Regions from separate parts of the Oryctolagus cuniculus genome. Here region 2 is linked to region 1. A link is a contact called in public Micro-C data. All regions are on one chromosome and are shown on one strand. The core of a region is the stretch at or near the end of the contact, and the rest is flanking DNA. Distances in the headings are between cores, read along the strand shown.

Evidence for each region. A called contact is a pair of places that touch in the nucleus more often than the background predicts.
Region 2: a Micro-C map of ear pinna shows a contact between it and region 1, with 8 times the contacts expected there. The contact joins the promoter of FAM135A here to the promoter of SMAP1 in region 1. A contact is called at or near these places in 3 of 6 Hi-C or Micro-C datasets (ear pinna, psoas muscle and an unstated tissue).

Annotation. Positions count from the first base shown.
Region 1 is chr5:102,101,583-102,106,753 of mOryCun1.1, reverse strand. It overlaps SMAP1 (small ArfGAP 1), which reads left to right and starts at 1,951. Exons shown (of 10, transcript XM_008263098.4): 1 at 1,951-2,269. The coding sequence starts at 2,152. It overlaps LOC138849648 (a long non-coding RNA gene), which reads right to left and starts at 1,904. Exons shown (of 7, transcript XR_011388651.1): 1 at 1,766-1,904; 2 at 1,151-1,283; 3 at 1-317.
Region 2 is chr5:102,318,799-102,323,621 of mOryCun1.1, reverse strand. FAM135A (family with sequence similarity 135 member A) reads left to right here and starts at 2,497. Exons shown (of 24, transcript XM_070073902.1): 1 at 2,497-2,591; 2 at 2,906-2,962; 3 at 4,570-4,658.

The DNA.
Region 1 (5,171 bases), core at 702-3,201:
TGGACCTAACCAGTAACCCTGTGCTGTAGTCTGTTTTCCAAGCTACTTGATGTCTTTAGGGTTGTGTGCATGTTGCTTTTCCTCAATATCTCCCACTCTACCACCATTCTAAATCAAATCAGTTTTCTGGAGATGGCTGATAAATTTTACTGTCATTTTTTTTCTTTTCATTGAAACTCACTGATATCCTCTTAGTGATTATTTGTCAGAGTTGCACAGCTTAAGCTCTAATTTTCTCAATTACAGGGCATCTTCATTGCTATATCCATTCAGTTTAATTCCACAAACATTTCTGAGTCCTTGTAGCAAGAACAGAGCTGGGTGGGCAAGAGGGTTACCATTACAAAGAGACTGAAATTAGCACTGGTCTTACATAAAAGTATAGCATGGGGGCAAGCAGTAGATAAGACATAACTTGGGACCCCTGTATCCTGTATCAGAGTGCCTGTGTTGAAGTCCTGGCTCTGCTTCCAATTCCAGCTCCCTGCTGCTGCACACCCTGGAAGGCAGCAGGTGATGGCTCAGAAGGTAGGGTCCCCTGCCATTCACATGGGAGATCTGGATTGAGTTCCCAGCTCCTGGCTAACACTTGTCCCAGCCTCGCTGTTGAGGACATTTGGGAGAGTGAATCCACGGATGGAAGATCTCTTTCAAATAAAAAAAATCATAAACAAATAAAAGAATATATGACATAGCCCCCAGCTCATCACCTTTCTTAGCATCTGCCCCACCACAGATAATGGTTATTTTTCTTGTTTACATACATTCCATATTAGAAATTGCTAATAATCCTTAAAATACCAAATATTTCAAACTGTGTCACTCAGAGTTCAAGCCCTATGAGCTTGGATTAGGGAGCTCAAGGCTCTAGTCCTAGGCTTTTTTTTCTTGCCCTAAGATCACTGTTTATACACTGCCTGGTATTTGGCTACTTGGTCAAACACTTTCTCCACTTCACGAAAGAGCTATTGCCATGTGTCTGAGACTCTCAAGCTGCACTGCTTTGGATTTGAATCTCAATTCTGTCCCTCAGGCAAATTAATTCCTATGAGGTGTACTTTCCTCATCAGTACAACGAGGATAACAGTTTCGTACGGTTAAATGAGTCACAATCCCTTAATAAATGCTACCACCAGATTATTTCGCTAACCTGAAATGTAAGGGATTTATTTCTCCTCTTTTATTCCAGGATTCTACCTTCTAGAATCCTGCGTGTTTCAGAACTGCAGAAGAATAAAACGATGAATACATTCTCTATTATTTCTGCATTTCCAGTGTTGCACCTGTTGGAAAAGAAATGCGGTGGTGAAAGAATCAGAAACGAGAAGTCACTTAACAGCCCGGACAGCTTTATTACAGAATAAACGTGAGAGGGGTCCTCAGCCACAGAGACCACCCCCCCCCCCCGCCCCCAGGCTGAAAAGGTTTTATAGGGTAAGGCTGGGAGGGGCTTTCCATCTCTGCTGGCTCTGCAGCTGCTTCAAGATGCAGGTCAAGCTAGGAGGCTGAGCACTGCGGCTGGGTCAGGAGCCGCTGGGTAACTGAGGTAGGAAGTCGGGCAGACTTAGCACATCTCATTCGCCTACTAGGCTGGGAAACACACTTCCGACTGAACACATTCTGTGTCTTTGCCCTTTCCCATCAGCGCAGGCACGAGCAAAGGTACGGAGGCAAGTAAAGTGGCCTCCCTGCGAAAGGTCTCCCATGACCGGGTTTTACCCCAGGCCCTCAGTAACAACCACCTCCGACGAACCCTGCCAGCTACCTTTCAGGAATCACCTTGGGCAAAGGCCCTTCAGGGAAAAGATCCGGCTAACCGCGGCCAGGGGACGCTCAGCGCATGTGCAACGCGCCCGCGCTCGCGTTCTTTCCTCCGCGCCACCCGGAAGCCTCGCGCCGTCCCCTCCCCCTCCGCGTCCGCCTCCCCTCGCCGGCTCCGGCGGTGCGTGCGGGGCCGGCCGGGCGAGGAGGCGGGACACGTCGGCGCTGCCGCCGCCGCCGCCCCTCCTGTTCCAGCTGCCGCCGCGGCCGCCGCTTCCTGGGCTGAGTCCGCCCGCGGTCCCAGCGGCGCCAGGTGCGTTCGGCCGGCCCGGCTCCTGCCAGCGTTCGCCGCCACCGTAGGTGCTCCGGGCTCCCCGCCCCGCTGCCGAGATGGCGACGCGCTCCTGCCGGGAGAAAGCTCAGAAGCTGAACGAGCAGCACCAGCTCATCTTATCCAAACTGCTGAGGGAGGAAGACAACAAGTACTGCGCCGACTGCGAGGCCAAAGGTAACGCGGACAGAGTCGCCGCCCGTGGTCGGGGCCTCCCGCGAACGGTGACCTTCCGGCCGCCGCGGCGCGTCGGCTGGGCCGGCCGCTCCCGGCCGACCCGGGAGGGCGGGTGCAGGGGCGGGCGCGGGGCTCCTAGCGACCCTCACCTCCGCCCGAGGCGGCGACGAGGTCCGAGCCGCGGGCTCCGTCTGGGTTCCCAGCCTCCTTTCCGCCCCGCCGGTGCCCGCGTCCGGATGTTCGGATCCTCCCCACAATGCTGGTCTGGGAGCGGGGAACTGGGCGCCGGCCTGGGCACTGCTTGGGGTTAAAGGGTTGTCCTGCCTCTGCTCACAGCTACCTCTGTGGGTGGGGCCGCCCTTCGGATTCTGGCCCCCCTCGACCCTCCCTTGTGACCAAGTCCTGCTGCTCGGGGCTCGGATGCTTCCCACATGGAGCCCTACCTGCCTGCCCACCTGACAGCTTTTGTACAGGGTTCTTGTTTATGCTCCCTGAAAAAGACTGTGGTGGTCCTTTTTCGTGGGTTGGAGTTAAAAAAATTGGGAAGGGTCTTTACTGCTATTAGTAGTAGAAGTGATCTTTAGGTTGCTGTTAGCTAGAATGAAGAGGATTTCATTACCTGAATCTCTTGGATAGTGGGATTATGCTCCTGAAGCCTTTAGTAATTCTGTTCCCTCAGACTAGATAGTTTGAGAGAACATGTGGGCTCTGGTTTGTGTACCTGATAAACGCTGAAGGTGCATTTTAAAGATCCGGAGATGGAAAACACCTAGTTTTAGTTTGTTCAGTTGGAGGGCTTCTGCCCCAGCCTTTAAAATACATAACTATTTTTAGCTGATAGATTGTCTTTGGAGGTCTGATTTATATTTAATGCCTTGTAAGTAAACTCATGGGAAAAAATGTTTCAGATTTTTTAAAAGCAATGTCTCCTGTAGTTAGAAAACAATTTTTCTTATTTGTAAATTGGTTTGATTATTCTGTTAGAAATTTCTTCAAAGCAAGAGATGGTCAGCCTTTGGGAATATCATTTATGGATTTTGCATTATTTGATCTAGACTTTTCCTGAAGCTTTTCTGTTCTTAATACTAAATAAATGAGTCATGTTTCTGTAGGCTGCTCATGTTTGATTAGATTGAACCTCACAACATCAGCAAGTTTACTGTCTTAGCAGGTATGGGATTACTAAAAGGATCATGTGGGAATACTGTAACTAGATCATTTTCTGAAACACTTTTGAATATCTTAGTAACTCCATTGAGTTCTGTGTATCATATGTAATCTTGTAGATGATAAGTTTAAAAAAATTGTGTGCCTGGTTCTTGTGGTGATATATGTTTGCTTGGATCTTGACTGTATATGTGGTTATTTGAGAGTACTGAGGTTCAATTGTGTGCTTATCACTAACTCATTACTAGTAAAACACCGAAAAATAGGCTTTTAACAGATCAGAAAAAGAAAGGTCCTGAAGTTATATAGTACGTTTTGTTTTGAGTAATAAATAACATGGCCAAGTAGAAATTCTGGTAAGTATTAAATGTGTTCAGTAAAAATTGAGCGGGGTAGGCATTTGGCCTGCAGATTGCAAATGCCTGCATCCCATATCAGAGTGCCTGGGTTCCAGTCCTGGCTCTGCTTTCTGTTGCTAATGCATACCATGGTTGGCAGCAGATGGTGATTCAAGTAGTTGGGTCTTTGCCACCCATGTGGGAGACCTGGATTGGTTCTTGGCTCCAGCTTAGGCCCAGATGGTGGCCATTGTGGGCACTCTGGGAGTGACCCAGCAGACAGGAAATCTGTTTCTCTGCCTCCCTCCATAAAATAAATAAATAAGTAAATCTTTAAAAATAGAATAAAATCAATTTTAGTAATTACTTTCCTTTATGTGTAGGGATAATTAAAAAGTGTCTTTTTATTAAGATATCTTTCTCAAAAAAAGTACTTCAAAAATCCGATTTTTCCTGATGCTTTCTAAAACAAAGTTTTTTTTTTTCAGTCATACCATATGTTAACAATGTTTTCATTTACTTTTTTTGGTGGAGGGAGGAGAATCATGTATTTCTTAAATTAGCATCAAAAGTTTCACTTCTAACTTGAATAGTAGGAAGAACTCATTTTGCTCACTGTATTGCCACTCAAAGTGAATCTAGAGTGAATGTCTTTTTTATTGTGGTTTCTATCTGGCCTTTTGTTTGTTGGTTTATTTGTATGTGAGAAATGGAGAAAGTGGGAGAGAGGAGAGTAGATAGCATAAAGAGCTTAAGGGTGCAACTTGAAGGGCTTGAATTCAGTTATGATTTAGAAAGATTGTTTTTTCCCATGTTTCTATTAAATCTAGAATAGTGCTAAAATTATCTTGTAAATTATCTCATCGCTTTACCTTGATCTTTCAGGAAAAGTATCAGTCGTAAGGCCACTTACTGATTTCACAGTTGTAATAACTGAAAAGTTTCAAATGATTTGTAGTTTATAGAGTTAAATGCATTTTTGGAAAGTTTTGTTATCTTTGATATGGCTGAACCCCACTTTAGTGCCACTTAGTACAATCTTTGCTTGTTACATGATTTTGTTTCTATTATTGTATATGCCTCATGATGTAATAAATGTAGGTAGTAAAATTCTGATTCAATGTACTTTTAAAATACATGCTAAGGGTTTTATTATAGTTGAGTTATTAAGAGCTTCTATTCTGTTTATGTATTGTGTCTTCCTCATAATCTAATAAATTCCATCAAGCTTTTCATGTGCTTTTAAACTTATTTCTTAGTTAACTCAATTTTCTTTTTTTTTTTCAAAGAATGCTTTCTCCACTGATCTTTGAGAACATGTACCAGAACTAAAGTTTGGGGTTGGAAATTACCCTGTTTTGTCGCCTTCTAATAGTTGGCAGAAGTATGTCAGTTGA
Region 2 (4,823 bases), core at 1,248-3,747, 220 kb before region 1:
CCAGTTTTAACTTTTTTTTCAGAATTTATTGATATTTTATGTGTCTGTATCCCTATACTAGATTGCAAATTCCTTGAGACTGACTTAATCTTCAGTGCTCCATCAATAACTAGCAGTTTTTGACACACACGAGTAATAAAAAATAACAGTGGAATTGATCTTGATCTGACTTTTCATTAAAGGGCTCACAATGATCCTTGCCCATTTCTGTCTGACATCCCCAAGCAGTGATATCAAAGTGCCCTTAGTTTTGTTTCAGTGAAAAGATTAGTTTCTCATTTGCGTAGCATTTTTTTTAACAGTCCTCTTTGCTGCCCAACCACCAAATATTCTACTTCATTAGCTCTCTGGAACCATATCTTTTCTGGAAGTCTTTCTTGACTCATGACCTCTTGCCAACCTAAATTGGATTATTGCTTCTCTGAGATTCATAATTCCTTGTGTGTTTTTCTGCACTACACATACCACTCCATAAGGTAATTATGCAAATATTCCACCTAAATTCTGTTTTATTCATGTTGGTGTCTTCCAAGATTTGTACACTGCCTGGTACATGGATAATTCGAAAATGTGATTTGAATAAAAATAACATTGAACAGGGAAATAAACTTGGCACAGGTTATATTTTAGGGTGGATGGATGAAAGTGGAAATGCACATAATTGGTTGTTTAGTACATCTTTCCAAAAGACAGTTGGGTCTAGAATAATAGAAAAAGCCTTTCATTGTGAAGCTACAGTTTAAGTTACAAAACCAGCAATAGAAACTTTTATAGACAGGGCAGTAAAATGGCATAGGGCTATAGAGGAAGGGACAGAGTAGAAACCAGGAAAGTCAAGTCATTCTCGCAAATGCTTGGAGAACATCACTTCCAATCATGTTCCAAACACATACAAAGATGAAGATAAACAAGAGGTCAAACTCTAGTACAAGCCTGCTCCCTGAACCGCCTAGGTTACAAGACATCACCACTACTCCTGTATGAATACGCAAAGCTTTTTCTAATCTTTATTGTAGTAAAATATACATAAAATTTGTCATTTTTAAAGTGCATAGTTTGGTGGCATTGAGTGCACTCGCATTACTGTGCAACCATCACCATGATCCAGCCTCCTAACTCATTTTTTTAGTTATTTATTTTCATTTTTTAGTTGAAAGGTGGACAGGCAGAGACCTTCCATCTGCTGGTTCACTTCTCAAATGTCTGTAACAGCTAGTGCTTGTACAGACCAAAGCCAGCAGCTTGGAACTCTAGTTGGGTCTCCCAAATGGGTGGCAGGGACCCAAGCACTTGAGCCATTATTTGCTGCCTCCCAGGGTGCACATTAGCAGGAAGTCCCTCTGAGATGGAATGCGGGTGCCCTAAGTGGCATCTTAACCACGGGGCCAAACACCTGCCCCTTCTAATTCATTTTTAACTATAAGCTGAAGCCATAATTTTCTTCATTAACCCTGCTTTAGCTACATATTGAGTTTTATGCACCAGAAAATGTTCTACTGGATTACATTCAGAAACAAGGAACGACACACAAAGGAAAAATCAAAACAAGAGAAAAGGTATACAAATTTATTAACATGTAAAAGGGACAAATCACAGCACGGGGAAAATATACGAGCGATTATACACTATCACAATTATTCATAAGTTATTATATACCCCATTTTTATGGAGCAGGGGAAGATGAGGAATTTAGACAGTTTTGAGGGGCATAGTAAATGATTTTTAGGGAAACTTAATGGTTTGTGAATCTGCCCGCAGAACGGACAGGTGAGTCCAGTGTGTTGACAGACTTCCAGGTGTGTCTTTCTTTCAGTGATGTGAGTTTAGTTATTAAAAGCTCGGGGGCGTTGGAGTGAGTGGGAAGGAGACCACAGGTGATCGTTTCTTCTTCAGCAGGTCTTGTCTTTGGGCAAAAAATATTTTCAGAAAGCCTCTCCTCACGCTTGAATGCGAAAAGCAAAGGTCAGAGGCACCTAATTCTGAAGGTTCTCAAGACCTGTCGGCATGTCAAAGTCCCAGTATTTTTTGTTTTGAGTCCCAACAAGTGAAATAAAAGATCAATAAAGGACTAGCCTTCAAGGCCTTGTGTTAATGGAGTTTAAGAGCTAGAGGCTCACTTCCTCAATCCTCTTTCGCCCTTCCGGGCGTCACAACCGAGAAGCAACTGGATCAGCACCCACATTTCGCCAAAACGCAATTCGGTCCTGGTCTCCAAAGGCCGCTGTCCCGAGCCAGCGCGGATGCTCCGCGGCTTCCTTTCCCTACTGTGCAAACTTGGTAGGGTAGGGACCGGGCTCTCTACAGGAGACGGCAGGATAGCGCTGAGAAGAGTGGAGGGAACAAAGTGAGAAAAACAGCTGGAGCCTCAGCCTTTCCTCTTCAGGCCTCCCTCTAGCTCCCAAGTCTTCACCGGCCCCCGGAGCGCTCCCTTAAACCCACAGCCTTGCCCTTTGCTTGGGCTCGCGCTTTTTATTGACGCAAAACTCCCATTCTCGCGGGATCTTGGGAGCGAGAGCCGCGCAGGGCGAACGAATCTCGAAATCTCAGTTGGCGCTGGAAGTGGAGCGGCCGCTGGGGCTCCTGAGGGCGGGGTGCGGAGCTTGCGAGGGGCGTGGCCTCGTCTCCGAGAGGGGAGGGACGAGGCGGGAGGGGGAGGTGAGAGAGACCGGGGGCGGGGCCGTGCGGCCACGGACCTGTTGATCGCAGGTAGAGCCGGCTGGCCCGGGATCCCTCGGGAGTGGGGCGACTGCGCATGCTCGTTAGTGGCGCTGGGCCAGTCGCGGAGCGGCGGTGACGAGCAGGCTGCTCGGTTGCGGCGGTTGCGGTGGTTGCGGTTGCTGCGATGGCGAAGTGAGGGGGCCCCGGACGGGATGGTGCTGACCCGGGTAGGGCTTTCTTCTTCCAGCTGGACGACGAGCTCCTCTGTCCGACGGGCGAGGGAAGAGGCCAAGCCCGGCGAGAGGTAAGCCCGTAACCCTCCTCTCCGGCTCCCCCGGCTGCAGACACCCGCGACCCTCCCTCCGTCCCTCTTTCCCAGGGGCCAGGCAGGAAGAGGCCTCCTTCTCCCCGTCCCGCGCTCGCCCGCTGCTGCCCGCGTCCCGGCTGCTCGCGGCCGAAACCCGGCCCGGGCCCCGCTGAAGGTCGGTGGGGACGGCGGTGCTGGGCGCTATCTGGGAGGCGAGGGACCGCGGCGCTGCGCTCGCCCGGCGCTCTCCACCGCCCCTGCCCCAGCCGCGGGTCCCTCCGGCCGGCTCTTCCTGAGCCTCCCGCCTCCCGTGCCCCAACCTTAGCCTGCCCTTCGCCCCCTGCTCCAGCTTCGACCCTCCCCCGGCCCCTGCTTTACCTGCCTTGCGTGCTTCTGCGTTTTCATCCCGCGCCTCCCACGTGCCTTTTCGTCCTGGTGGTCCCTCGGTTGGAAGCGGTGTACGCTTTTTGCTCCCTTGGATTTCTTTCCTGTCGCTGTGCATCCTGCCCAGCCTGGCGGTTCCCTACCCGGAGCGTCTTACCCTCGCCCACCTGGGTGCTCACTCTGTTACCTCCATAATTGGTCTTCCGTGGCTTTCGGAACTTCATTCTCTTCTGTTGGTTGCCGTGTGTGTGTGTGTGTGTGTGTGTGTAAGCATCGCTTTGCCCCAGACTTGGTTCTGTGCCCCACCTTAGCTTCGGAAGCCCCTCTCTGGGTACCGTACTTCGCTTACTGCCTAATAGCTCCTGCCTCCCTTGTCTTTTTCCACCCTCGTCCCATTTCTGCTCTCTAATCTTGATCCATCTCTCCCCACCACCAATCTTATTTTCCTAGGTCGAGCCTCTTAACTTCAAACGTATGGTTTTTTTTTTTTTTCTCATTAAATCCCGGAGAATTCTTTCTAACATGCCCATCTGTTCTATTCTGTTTTCTACCTAAGCTACGTATCCACTCTGTATGTAGTTCAGCTTCCAGTTTCTTAAAGTCTCTTCATTCTTTCTTCACCACCTGGAAATATCATCAAACGAGTGACAGTAGCAATAAACCTGTTAAACTTCGTGACTGATGCATTAATTTTTAAGAATTATGTTTATCTGACATTGACTCAGGAGAAGGAGTTCAAGTTCAGATTTCAGGAAACTAACGAAGGGCTGAGATTTGCTAAAGGAGAACCTACAAACATATGCTGAACACTTGAAAATGTTACTGTCCTCCAGTACATGTAGTTATCTGAGAACTAATCTTAAATGAATTTTAACAAAATGTATTATTAGACAGTTTAAACTTATGCTGTTGCAGTTGATTGCATCATTTTCTTGAGAGTCTGTTCCCTTTAATAAATGCATATGATTTCTGCTAACTTAAGAATAAAGTTAGTATGCTTACTGAAGGAGAAATGCGTGAGAACAGAAGTATTACATTTTTGAGTTGGGCAGAACTTTTTTCTAAAGAGTTTTGGGAAAAAAGGTTTTGGAAATTGTTTCCTTACTTTATTGTGATGAAGACTTGGTTTAAGTAAAACGTACCTCTGTATAAATATGCTGTCTTATTTTGGAGGCATCTGCAGAAGCAACTACTCTCAGTGAAGTTTGCCTTTATTCTAGGGTTGAAGATCATCTGGATTATGTATTTCGTTCTGGAATCTCAAAGCAGTCCACAAACAGTAAATTCTTCCTTATGTTGTCTATGTCAGGTAGGAATTAAGTTTTTCTGTTTCTAAGAAGGGAAATCCCAAGGCAAAAGGAATGTAGTTCTTTATTCAGAGTGACTTGAGGTGAACATAGGAAGATCTTTAGTTTCATGAACCACACTTCTCTTAGAAGAACCAGTAATTACTGTGTATGTTTAAGAGATGATG